2 separate regions of the Ovis aries genome follow, and region 2 is linked to region 1. The links are chromatin contacts, called in public Hi-C maps. All regions are on one chromosome and are shown on one strand. Each heading gives the region's core, a stretch centred on a gene start, on an enhancer-like site or on the middle of the called end of the contact. The rest is flanking DNA. Distances are from core to core; before and after follow the strand shown.

Region 1 (6,850 bases), core at 2,665-5,164:
AAAACAACTCCCACCTGAACTGCAGGAAGGACTTGGGTGCTCAGAATGGGCAAACCAGGAGAAGCAATGCTCCTTTCTTAAAATCCTTTCCATCAGGTAGCTTACTGCTATTCTGAGCGTGCTATGTGGAAACCTCAAGGGATTGTATCTCCAACATTCCTTTTCTTTCATTTTCATTTCTTTCTCAAAAACAGGGAGCTAGACTTTCACATACATTTGTAATATGAGCATTGCCTTTCCTATTTTGCAGGGGCTTCTTCCTCTTTTTTTTTTTTCATTATTGCATCTTGATCAGTATTCTAGCTGATGAGACTCTGGAAATGTCCAGGCAAATTATGATTCCATTTTCTTAAAAGGGAGGAATTCTTTTAAAGACATGACCTTGTTAGTTTTACATTTCAAGTAATTTCTTTCACTCAATTTGAAAATATTATGAGACAGGGAAGGGAATTTGTATTTACTGGGGATATGCTAAGTGTTAGACAAGTCTGTCACATGCATTATCTCAATTCCCAGCACAGTGACTGTGATGTGTTAGTTTTGTGCCCATTTCACAGAGGGGGAGGTAGGGACCAGCAAAGACTGAATAAACTGGTGGTTAAGTGGGGAGGCTGCGATGTGAATAGCATCAAGCCTGATTCTGCTACAAGATTTCCCAAATTTAAATGAATAAACCCCCTTTTAAAAAAGGATAACATTTCCACAGATCCCTTGTGATGATTAAAATTATTTTATGTCTCTTAAGTGAACAAACGTAAAACTAAATATAAACATCTCATGTATATGACGTTTATGTAACTACAGGACTAAAAGCAAATATATGAATTAAATAGCAGCAAAACTTCCAAATGACATTAATAAGAGACAACTGAGATCAGAGTAATAATAACTATAAACGTACTGAGAGCTTACATGTGCACCTTTCTAAGTTATTTACACCTTGTCTTATTTGATCCTCAAAGTTTTGTGTACTTTTACAGATGAGGACTCTGGCTCAGACTTACTGAAAGTTATTGTTACTCTAATCTCAGCACCAACCAGTCCATTCTGAAGGAGATCAGCCCTGGGTGTTCTTTGGAAGGAATGATGCTAAAGCTGAAACTCCAGTACTTTGGCCACCTCATGCGAAGAGTTGACTCATTGGAAAAGACTCTGATGCTGGGAGGGATTGGGGGCAGGAGGAGAAGGGGACGACAGAGGATGAGATGGCTGGATGGCATCACTGACTCAATGGATGTGAGTCTGAGTGAACTCCAGGAGTTGGTGATGGACAGGGAGGCCTGGCATGCTGCAATTCATGGGGTTGCAAAGAGTCGGACACGACTGAGCGACTGAACTGAACTGACTGAATCTCAGCAGTCACTCAGACACCCCTTGTTTCACTAATGTTTGCTTGCTACTAACCCTACAATGTTTTTGATGGGTTTTAAGACTTCCCCGGTAGCTCAGACGGTAAAGCGTCTGTCTACAATGCAGGAGACCTGGGTTTGATCCCTGGGTTGGGAAGATCCCCTGGAGAAGGAAATGGCAACCCACTCCAGTATTCATGCCTGGAAAATCCCATGGACCGAGGAGCCTGGTGGGCTATATAGTCCATGGGGTCGCAAAGAGTCAGACACGACTGAGCAACCTCACCTCACTTCACTTCAACCCTACAATGCACAGCAGAAGGCATTCCTGCAAAAATAGATAAAAGGTTTACCTGCTTTCAAGCAGATGGTTAGCCATTCATCAAAAATATCCACTTTTTTCTTTGGGCAGACCGTTGCATACACTATATTTCTTCCATCCTTGCAAGCAAGCATACAATGCAGTGAGGTTCTAACCAATGGTTAGTGAGAAGTCAAACTAGAGTTTTAAGAAGCAGGGGTTTTAAGTGCCCTCTTCATACTTGTTCCCCTTTTAGTGTCTCAGTGCAGAAGAGGGCCCTAGGAAATGACACAGCCACATGTTTGCAGCCTGGGTTCCTAAATCGCCTTGTGGAAGAGAGCTGCCAAACAATATCTCCTTTATGCTAAATTATGGTAAAGAAAGAAACGTTTATGGTCCTTGAGCCGTTATATATTTTTTGAGGGGCTGTTTATGATAGCAGCTAGTGTTATCCAAATTAATATAACTCTAACCATGATGGAATGCATGGAAGGGGTAGATAGTTGCAATCAAATATGTTGCCTAGTTGGATTCGAACCTTCAGGAGAGAGAGGATGGGGAAGAAACTAGAAAAATGGGCTCCTTTTTTAAAAAAATATTTTTAATTTATTTATTTGGCTGCACTGGGTCTTCATTGCAGCCCATGGAATTTTTAATTGCAGCATAAAAATGCTTAGTTGTGGCATGTGGGATACAGTTTTCTGACCAGGGATTGAACCTGGGGCCCCTGCATTGGGAGCTCAGAGTGCCAGCCACTAGACCACCAGGGAAGTTCCCCATGGGGTCCTTTTATATCTTGTTTTTCTACTGAGGCTAGACCCTGCCCAGATCCTCCTGATCTCCCTATTGTGTTTCTCCCTGGGGAGTGTTTCCCGCCCCTCCTTTCTCCTCCATCATTTTCTTTGTTGTCACAGCTTCCAGGCAGTCTCCTCGGTTCAGCCATGAATGGCATCTACTAGCAGTGTGCTGGCCCCTTTTTATATCTGGGTCATGCTTTGTGTGTCTTTGTGCATTAGTGTGATAAAGAGCTCTTCCTGACCCTTTGGCTCCTTTCCCAAATGATCCATTGGCAGTTTGTACAGGGAAAGATTGGTCTTCCAACAGTCCATAAATAATCTGACTTACTCATCAAAAGAATTTCATAATACACAAGGCACTTAACCAGTTTCATTGAAAACAAGGTTTATTGTATTTGGGGAAGATGTTGTAAAATTCCAGGTTAACTGTACATCTGTTTCTTGAGACAATATGCCTTCCTGTCAATCAGCACTTTCTAGAATGAAAGGCCTATGCCTCCACTAAATAGGAAAGCCAGCGGGTAGTTCCTGTAGGATTTGATCACCAACTTCCAACCTAAACTATGGGTTTGACAGAGTACAATCACCCATTTAGCAAACCTGTAAGTGCTCTGAGACTGTTCTATCCACAGTGGGCACGAGTGAAGATTGGTTTTGAGGGTGCTGCTCTGATTCTGGGCAGCACAGGAAGGCCTGGCTTGGGTCAGTCCCAGCACGGTCCTGCTCCAGGCTCTGTCTGGAGGCCTCCCTAATGGGAGGCATGGGTGCTATCCAGTTCTCTCCCTCCTTCAGGGCACTGCCAACCTGCAACCTTGGCTTGGAAGGCTCAGTAACACAACTAAAAACAAATCGTAGGCACATTTTTACCTGCAGATGCCAACTGTCCTGGATCAACCATTCTTATCCAATATACAAGCCTGAATCTCAGAGGAAAATAAGCACTTCAGAAACTTTTGAAAATTTCTCTTTCTTTCTGTCTCTCGTTTAAACTCCCCAGACCTGAAACCAAAAAGAAGGCAATACTTCTTAAGTTGCTGTGGGTAGATTCAAGGGTCTACATTGATCATTTTTGCTATGAGAACTTCATTTTACATTTTAAAATACTATTGGAACTCTGAAAAAAAATGACTCTTTTGGCAGTTTTTCAGGAAATAAATGCTTACCGTGTGAGATCTGAGAAAAAAGGATGGAAAATTAGTCACTCGATACTTTGAAACATCCAGTTAACTTCTAAGTCCCTGGAAAAATCGACATAAGGCAGACCTCTTGCAGATTCTTAATTTTTTGATTCTCCTAGGAATGCCAGTCGCTCAGCTGCTGGAACACAATTTGTGAACCAGGATTGGCCCAAACCAAGTTGTGGTTCTTTTCATTTTTCTATAGCAGTGGCATTCAAACCAGTAATAACAGCCACAGCATCAAGTGTGCCCTCTAAAACGGGACAGAGGCCTTTTCTTCCTTTCTGCTGTAGTCCCGAGTGGTAGCTACCGAAATGGGCAAGTTCATGAAACCCGGGAAGGTGGTACTGGTCCTGGCCGGTCGCTACTCCGGACGCAAAGTGGTCATCGTGAAGAACATTGATGACGGCACCTCAGACCAACCCTACAGCCATGCTCTGGTGGCTGGAATTGATCACTATCCCCGCAAAGTGACAGCTGCCATGGGCAAGAAGAAAATCGCCAAGAGGTCAAAGATCAAGTCTTTTGTGAAAGTTTATAATTATAATCACCTCATGCCCACAAGGTACTCTGTGGATATCCCCTTGGACAAAACTGTTGTCAACAAGGATGTCTTCAGAGACCCTGCTCTCAAACGCAAGGCCCGACGAGAGGCAAAGGTCAAGTTTGAGGAGAGATACAAGACTGGCAAGAACAAATGGTTCTTCCAGAAGCTGCGGTTTTAGGTCTGTCTCAGTTAATAAAAATATTTTAAAAGTGAAAAAAAAAACTGGACAGAGTAGGAGTTGGCACACAGATATTTTTCTGACTTGCTCTGTAGAGGGTGTCATGTTCTAGCAGTCACTAGAGTAATAGTGACCACCCACTGGGTGAAGACTTTATGGGATAATCTATGTATTCTCTAGCCCAGCACGACTCCCTGGTTTGGCAGGACGGGGCACCAAGGAAAAGCACAGACATTACTGCTAAAGAGCCTCATTTGTTTCACATCTCTGCCCTGAACCTACCACAGTGGGAAAGTTAACCAGCCACCTACTATCCATTACCAGAACAGTGGAGAGAAAGATCACGCGATCTTGGTGCTGACTGGAGTGGGGCCATGTTGTAGCTCCACTCAGAGGGGCCTTATAAAGGCTTGTTTTATAAAGGAAAAGCAGCCTGAGATACAGGTTGATACGAATTCTTGGACAAGGGTGAATCTGCTTGGTCAGGCCCCAGAAGGAACCAAATTGGAAGGAGTAGGGTTGCTCCAGCATAGTGAAAGCCTGGAGGAGTTGACTGGAACCCAGAGGGCTTGGTAAGGAAATCTGGGGAAGAGGCATGAGGCTGAACTTATGGTTGTGGGCACAGAGTTTGTGTATCTTCGTATCTCACACTAATGTCCACTAGAGAACCCCCACTTGAGAGGAAGATTTCAGCCACAAAGTAGATAAGATGTCTCATCTTGTGGATGTAGATATACAGTGAACCCTGGGGAGACCAGACCATCCACTTGGTGGCCAAATGATTTCAATTTCAATCTGTCCTTCAGATCCGTTGCTCAGTCGTGTCCGACTCTTTGCAACCCCATGGACTGCAGCATGCCAGACCTCCCTGTTTATTGCCAACTCCTGGAGTTTACTCAAATTCATATCCATTGAGTCAGTGATGCCACCCAACCATCTCATCTTCTGTCGTCCCTTCTCCTCCTGCCTTCAATCTTTCTCAACATTAGGGTATTTTTCGGTGAGTTAGTTCTTCGCATCAGGTGGCCAAAGTTTGGAGTTTCAGCTTCAATATCAGTCCTTCTAATGAATATTCAAGACTAATTTCCTTTAGGACGGACTGGTTTGATCTCCTTGCAGTCCAAGGGACTCTCAAGAGTCTTCTCTAACACCACAGTTCAAAAGCATCAATTCTTTGGTGCTCAGCTTTCTTTATAGTCCAACTCTCACATCCGTACATGACTACTGAAAAACCATAGCTTTGACTAAGTGGACCTTTGTTGGCAAAGTAATGTCTCTGCTTTTTAATATGCTGTCTAGGTTGGTCATAACTTTTCTTCCAAGGAGCAAGCATCTTTTAATTTCTTGGCTTCAGTCAACATCTGCAGTGATTTTGGAGCCCCCCAAAATAAAGTCTGTCATTGTTTCCGCTGTTTCCCCATCTATTTGCCATGAAGTGGTGGGACCAGATGCCATGATCTTTGTTTTCTGAATGTTGAGTTTTAAGACAGCTTCTTTCACTCTCCTCTTTCACTTTCATCAAGAGGCTCTTTAGTTCTTCTTCACTTTCTATCATAAGGGTGGTGTTATTTGCATATCTGAGGTTATTAATATTTCTCCCAGCAATTTTGATTCCAACTTGTGCTTCATCCAACTCAGCGTTTCTCTTGATGTACTCTGCATATAAGTTAAATAAGCAGGGTGTCAATATACAGCCTGGATGTACTCCTTTCCCTGTTTGGAACCAGTCTGTTGTTCCATGTCCAGTTCTAACAGTTGCTTCCTGACCTGCATACAGGTTTCTCAAGAGGCAGGTCAGGTGGTCTGGTATTCCTGTCTCTTTAAGAATTTTCCAGTTTGTTGTTGTTGTGGTCCACACAGTCAAAGCTTTTGGTATAGTCAATAAAGCAGAAATAGATGTTTTTCTGGAACTCTCTTGCTTTCTCAATGATCCAAGGGATGTTGGCAATTTGATCTCTGGTTCCTCTGCCTTTTCTAAATCCTGCTTGAACATCTGGAAGTTCATGGTTCACATACTGTTGAGGCCTGGCTTGGAGAATTTTGAGCATTACTTTACTAGCATGTGAGATGAGCGCAATTGTGCGGTAGTTTGAGCATTCTTTAGCATTGCCTTTCTTTGGGATTGGAATGAAAACCAACCTTTCCCAGTCCTGTGGCCACTGCTGAGTTTTCCAAATTTGCTGGCATACTGAGTGCAGCGCTTTCACAGCATCATCTTTCAGGATTTGAAATAGCTCAACTGGAATTCCATCATCTCCACTAGCTTTGTTCGTTGTGATGCTTCCTAAGGCCCACTTGACTTCGCATTCCAGAATGTCTGGCTCTAGGTGAGTGATCACACCATTGTGATTATCTGGGTTGTGAAGATCTTTTTTTTTATAGTTCTGTGTATTCTTGTCATCTCTTCTTAATATCTTCTGCTTCTGTCAGGTCCATACCTTTTCTGTCCTTCATTGTGCCTGTCACAAGGACATCACTCTGTCCTTACCAGAATTGGTTC
Region 2 (6,850 bases), core at 3,007-5,506, 290 kb after region 1:
CCAGAAGATCTTCCTGACCCAGGGATCTAACCCACATTGCTGCATTGGCAGGAAGTTTGTTTACCACTGAGCCACCTGGGAAGCTCCATGGTTTCATTACAATCTACATAAATCATGTATTTGATTCTTTATGTTTTTGTCTTTTATTTTCTCTTAGGCATTCCCTTCTTGGGGTGTGTGGGAAGTGTGTGTGTGTGTGTGTGTCTGTGTGTGTTCTACCAGAGTAACACTCCCTCCCAAGTAGGAGTATGTTGTATGACTCATGAGAGAATCCAAGTTGTGGGCAATGCGCTGACTTCACCCTCCTTCCTGTGCAAGACAGTAAATCCCAGCTCATGCACAGGACCCACCCCTGCCAGGCTGCACGACTCCAGGGACCACTGGCATTGTATCCTGGATCTGGGCTCCACAGAGGAATCAGCATAGATGACACGGGCTTCTCGGCCTGCAGTCTGCCAAATAGGTACCCAAAGGGAAGCCCAGAAGTTGTCCGGCTGTGCCAGAGGCAGGGTGGGCCAGCCTAATCAGGGATGATACAGTAGCAGGTTCGTTACAGGCACACATGGAAGATGCTCTGTCCAAGCCTGACCTGTTCAAGTCCATCTGTCTGACTCCTCCATTTTTCAGTGAATACCCTGTGCTCTTTTTGTTGTCCTTGATTAAGATTACCTTGCTTCTAGGTCTCCTTAGTTACCAAGCTTTGCATGCTGCATGCTGAGTCACTTCAATCGTGTCTGACTCTTTTGCAACCCTGTGGACTGTAGCCCACCAGGCTCCTCTGTCCATGGGATTCTCCAGGCAAGAATACTGGAGTGGGTTGCCATGCCCTCCTCCAGGGGATCTTCCCAACCCAGAGATCCAACCCACACCTCTTATGTTTCATGCCCTGGCAGGCAGGTTCTTTACCACTAGCGCCACCTGGGAAAGTTACCAACCTACTAGTTATTAATATAGTATTTTACACCCCACTTAAATCTTGAACATAGTGATGTCATAATTATGAAAGTAACCAGATTTGCATGAAGTGTTGCCTAATCTTAAGAACAAAATAACAGCTGTGAAAACAGATGAAATAATTAGAGGAAGAAACTGTTTGGAAGCTTCAGGATATTTTAAAAGTAATTAGTACTAATAAGCCATAAAGTTCTGTTTTTGGAAATTACACTTAAACCGGAAACACGGTGACTGCAGCCATGAAGTTAAAAGACACTTGCTCCTTGGAAGAAAAGCTATGACCAACCCAGACAGTATATTAAAAAGCAGAGGCATTACTTTGCCAGCAAAGGTCCGCCTGGTCAAAGCTATGGTTTTCCCAGTGGTCATGTATGGATGTGAGAATTGGACCATAAAGAAGACTGGGCACTGAAGAATTGATGGTTTTGAGCTGTGGTATTAGAGAAGACTCTTGAGAGTCCCTTGGACTGCAAGGTGATCCAACCAGTCCATTCTGAAGGAGATCAGCCCTGGGGTTTCTTTGGAGGGAATGATGCTAAAGCTGAAACTCCAGTACTTTGGCCACCTCATGTGAAGAGTTGACTCATTGGAAAAGACTGTGATGCTGGGAGGGATTGGGGGCAGGAGGAGAAGGGGACGACAGAGGATGAGATGGCTGGATGGCATCACTGACTCAATGGACAAGAGTCTGAGTGAACTCCGGGAGTTGGTGATGGACAGGGAGGCCTGGTGTGCTGCAATTCATGGGGTCGCAATGAGTCGGACATGACTGAGCAACTGAACTGAACTGAACTCATGCTGAAATTGAAGCTCCAATACTTTTTGGGCATCCGATGCAAAGAGTGAACTCATTGGAAAAGATCTTGATGCTGGCAAAGATTGAAGGTAGGAGGAGAAGGGGACAACCGAGGATGAGATGGTTGGATGGCATCATCAACTCGATGGACATGAGTTTGAGCAAGTTCCGGGAGCTGGTGATGGAAAGGGAAGCCTGGCTTGCTGCAGTCCATGGGGTCGCAGAGTTGGACACGACTGAGCAACTGAACTGAACTGATGGAATACAGAGGAAAACAAACCTGCAACTAGAGAATGAGCCACCAGTCTTCCTAAACATTGGCTTCATTTTCAACAAAATGTGAGCTTGCTGGGACTTCCCTGGTGGTCGAGTGGTTAAGACTTCACTTTCAAATGCAGGGGGTGCTGGTTTGATCCCTGGTCCAGGAGCTAAGATCCCACATGCCTTGCGGCCAAAACAACAACAAGAAAAAAAAAAAAACAAAAACGGAGAAAGCATGTAGAGTCCAGCCATGACTTCAAGTGAGTCCAAATGTGGACAACAGAAAAGTAACAAGAAAGGTTCTCAGGGTCAGAGTTGGCAGTGATGCTGCACAATTTCCTAGGATTGACTTTCCCAGAAGTAGACTCTTATCTTCCTGAGAAAAAGACCCCAAGTGCTGCGTCTTCCTTTGGCCATGTGATCACTTCTCAGAATGAGACACATCTGTTTGCAGAAGTGGTTTAGATTTGCTCAAAAGTGACATGAGGCTTCTTAACATAATAATAGTTCAGATTTTGCTTTGAGCTGATCTGTTTTCTAGCAGAGTCAAGAGGTTTTCAACTAATACAGAGAATTGCCAGATAGTCAAGACAGCTAAGGGCTTCCTAGGGGGTAAAGAACCTGCCTGCCAGTGCAGGAGACTTGGGTTCAATCGCTTGGTCAGGAAGGTCCCTGGTGTAGGAAATGGCAACCCACTCCCGTATTCTTGCCTAGAGAATCCCCATGGACAGAGGAGCCTGGCAGGCTACAGTCCATGGGGTCACAAAGAGTTGGACATGACTGAACCGACCTAGCACACGCACAAGACAGCTAAATGAGATGTGGACAAGACTTCTGGTGTGTCTTATAATTCCCCATCGCCGTGTCCAAGGGGATTATCTCTACTCCAGACTGCAGGTTGCTCAGACACAACGATCAACTTCTAAGGGCCCCAAAAGGCAGGCGAGTCAGTTTAGACAGTCAGTGTGACGTGCTGGAAAGTACCGAGCATCAATAAGTAGTGATCAATAAGTCCAATCAATAAACATCAATAAATTGAATCCCTCCAAACTTGGGAAAGGGACCCCAAGACAATCTTGAGATTTCAGTAGCCAGAGACCCAGACTACAGTAGCTGCTATAGTGACTCTCTAATTGTTTTTAGAAGAATCATTTGCTGAATTTTTAGGTCAGCTAATCAATTAGTATATTGTAGTGAAATGCTCACCTATTACACTCTTTGTATGCTAGATGTTATCATTTCATCTAGTTAAAATGTTTGCATATGTTTTTTTAAAATGCCAAACAACTATGTAAATAATCTTCAGAATGTTTTTAAAATTAATTTTATTGGAGTATAGTTGTTTTACAGTGCCGTGTTAGTTTCTGACGTACAGCAAAGAGAATCACTTACATGTATACATATACCCACTCTTTTTTAGATTCTGTTCCCATATAGGTCATCACAGAGTATAGAGTAGAGTTCCCTGTGCAATACAGTAGGTCCTTATTAGTTATCTCAAAATGTTTTATCTAAGCATTTTCTTACTGTTTTTCATATTGTTCCTTACATTTCCAACAAAGAAATTTGTTTGACCTGTATACAAAGAGGTGTGTGTGCGCGTGTGTGCGCGCGCGTGTGTGTGCGTGTGTGCGTGTGTGTGCGTGTGCGCGTGCACATACATGTGTGCTCAGTCATGTCTGACTCTTTGAAACGTCAAGGACTGTAGCCTGCCAGGCTCCACTGTCCATGGAATTTTCCAGGCAAGAATACTGGAGTGGGTAGCCATTTCCTCCTCCAGGGGACTTTCTCAACCCAAGAATGGAACCAGCGTCTCCTGCATTGGCAGGCGGATTCTTTACCACTGAACCACCTGGGAAGCCTGTGTAAGAAGATATATAGAAAAAATTTCAAATTAAAAAAATATTTCTAAGGCTTTAATGAGTCTTATCAAATATATCTGTGTATGCTTGTTTCGGCAACACAGATACAAACACTGGGACAATACAGAGGCCTGGCCCCTGTACAAGGATGACACCCAAATGTATGAAGAATTCCGTATTAAAAAAAAATTGTGTAAAATAAAGTAGCTCAAGATCACTGTTTCTGATCGTGTAGACAGCCCGCCCTCTAGTGTTTCTTTCAAAACCCTACCACATTCTAAACCATACTCTTAATCTCACAATGTTAGGTTAATAGGATTAAGAGCTGTGTCATCAAATTAATAGAACAAGGTTAAATCCCTGACACAGACAAACATTAAATCAGAGGAAAGTGAAGGTCCTTGCAGAAGCTGGTGGCAACCTCACTGGGGAGAGCCTGCAAAATTAGTGGTAAATATGTTAAAATTTTATTTGGTAAATAGGGTCTTGATCCCTGGGAGAAGGGAATGGCTCCTGACTCCTGTATTCCTGCCTGGAGAATCCTTTGGGCAGAGGAACCTGGTGGGCTACAGTCCATGGGGTCACAAAGCGTTGTACACAAATGAGCGACCAACACTAAACTGAAAGGGTCTTAACAAAAAGAGAAGAATTAGCTGAAATGATAATTCTAGATGTAAAATATGATAGCTTTGTAACTACTAGTATTTTAAAGACATTCCAAATGTAGATTAAATAATATAGGGTTGGTTTTTTATTCCAAAATAACAAATATATATAAAAAATATAAATATCCTTTTTGGGGGGAGTTAAGATAATCTAGAGATATAACTGTGAAAGCATATGTTTTTTATTGGGAATGTTTACAACTAATTATATAAAAGGAAATTTATTATCTGAGAAGAAAAAAATTTGTGTGTGATTCATTTATCTGATGGCTTTTATAAGATATAGGAGAAAAATCTTGCTTTCATAAAAAAATAAGTTAAACATCTAGTTTAAAAATTACTTATGGTCTCAGAATTCTGGAGAAAAAACAATCCCCTCTGACATAGCTAATTCTGTGTTTGGGGTTGTTTACTGTTGACAAGGAAATAAAATGAAGTTTGGATTCTATGGGGCTGGGATCCATACTTTAGGTTGCCGTAAATTTCAAATGCTTCAGATGAAGACCTTATTTAACTGCCATGAAGAATTCAAACAAAAGAGGGATTTGGGTTGTCTTTTCAAAGAATTTATTTAGATTTCAAGTTTCCTTATGTCCCAACCATATCAACATACATTGTCTAAAGTCATAAAGAAAAATCGACAGAAAAATGCTTTGGCTCACCAAGTGTTTTCAACTGATGCCAACAGAAACTAAACCGAAGGCATTTGACACAGGTTTATCCTTCCTTCACAGTCACGGCAGAAAGATGAAGCTGCCACTCTTGCTGTTTATCGTGTATCTGCTGCGGCTGAAAGACTGTCTCTGTGCGCCTACTGGGAAGGACCGAATTTCTACCCATGAAGACCCGAAGGGTAATGTCTGGTCTCTTTATCTGCACGGTGTCCCGTCTGCCTGTTTCCATGTCCTCCTGGCACTTACTGTGATTTACAGGAGAGAGATAACCGAATTCAGAACGCCCTCTAGTTTCACAGGGAGTCGTTCTCCAGGCTCTTAAGCCAAGTAGACAAGACGCCAAACATCTGGATTAAAAATAGAAAATTCCAATTGTGTCTCTGAGAATGCTTCACAGTTCCAGATGTTCGGCATCGCAGAGATGAAACTTGCCAGCGTCTTAGGCTGCACAGCTTGGGTTCATCCAGATGTTTGGTGTCCTCTGAGCACGGTTTTAACGAACAGTGAAATTCTTTGCTAGCATTTGAAACATTTAAACAATTAAAGTCATCCATGCAATTATTCGTGGGACTGTGGAAGGATGGGTTGGAGTGACATCGAATCTGGTTGGTTTGTGCTCATACTTGGAACCTTTGTTTGACGAGATACGCTTTGGGTGCCTATCTTAGAAAAATAAATTAGTTTAAATGTTCCTTTTGGGGATCTGTAAATAAATTTGGAGGCCAGGTTAAGCTCCTTTGGCGGCCACGTTGGCTATTGTGAAAAGAGTATGACAAACGATGAATTTCATACTCACTAAAGGCTTACTAAAGGGGTGTTAGAGACATCCCGGAGGTTATTAAAGAATCTTGCATTATACCAGATACTTTCTAGGTTTGATGCCTTCTGGGAAGGTAATTGAAACTGAAAGAAAGGGAAATTGTTCTCTCTGTTTGAGGTTCCCAGTTGGATATTTAATATAAATTGTCTGTGAGGAAAATTCAATGTTTTCTTCTAATATAAAGGAAAAAAAATAAAGGAAGGAAAAAAAATTGGATAAATGAAAACAGGCTCTGAGGAGAATGATAAGATGGGGTTAAATGAACTCTGACTTGGCTGGAAGCTCAGAAGTGAAGAACAGAAGGTATTTCCCTTAAGGGGGGCGGGGGGTGGGGGGCGGGTAGCCCCCTCCATGTGGTAGCTGATAGCCCAAGCATGGTGATCTGCTTTTGGAGTCTGATGCAATAAAAAAACAATTAAGCCTCTACTGGAGGGACACGAAAAACTGGTAAACTCATTGTATTCTTTCTATTATTATTATTAAAAAACTTTAAACTTTTTATTTTGTATTGGGGTATAACTGATTAACAATGCTGTGGTATTTTCAGATGAACAGCAAATGGACTCAGCCATGTATATACATGCATCTATTCTCCCCCAAAGCCCCCACCCATCCAGGCTGTCACCTAACATTGAGCAGAGTTCCATGTGCTGTACAGTAGGTCTTTGTTGATTATCCACTTTAAATATAGCAGTGTGTACCTGACCTTCCCAAACTCCCTAACTGTCCCTTCCGCTGGCAACCATGAGTTCGTTTTCTAAGTCTGTGAGTCTCTTTCTGTTTTATAAGTTCACTTGTATTATTTCTCTTTGGACTCC

The links. A called contact is a pair of places that touch in the nucleus more often than the background predicts.
Region 2: a Hi-C map of tail adipose tissue shows a contact between it and region 1, with 9 times the contacts expected there. The contact joins the promoter of CLUL1 here to the promoter of LOC101102690 in region 1. A contact is called at or near these places in 9 of 16 Hi-C or Micro-C datasets (liver, mesenteric adipose tissue, mixed tissues and 5 more).

The regions. Positions count from the first base shown.
Region 1 is chr23:35,675,530-35,682,379 of ARS-UI_Ramb_v3.0, forward strand. It overlaps LOC101102690 (large ribosomal subunit protein eL27), which reads left to right and starts at 3,915. Exons shown (of 1, transcript XM_004020489.5): 1 at 3,915-4,394. The coding sequence starts at 3,940. The coding sequence ends at 4,350. The region is part of intron 1 of LOC114110482 (a long non-coding RNA gene); the gene reads left to right.
Region 2 is chr23:35,962,375-35,969,224 of ARS-UI_Ramb_v3.0, forward strand. It overlaps CLUL1 (clusterin like 1), which reads left to right and starts at 4,257. Exons shown (of 8, transcript XM_012103515.5): 1 at 4,257-4,323; 2 at 5,273-5,391. The coding sequence starts at 5,286. It overlaps LOC114110516 (U6 spliceosomal RNA), which reads left to right and starts at 3,953; the gene lies at 3,953-4,056.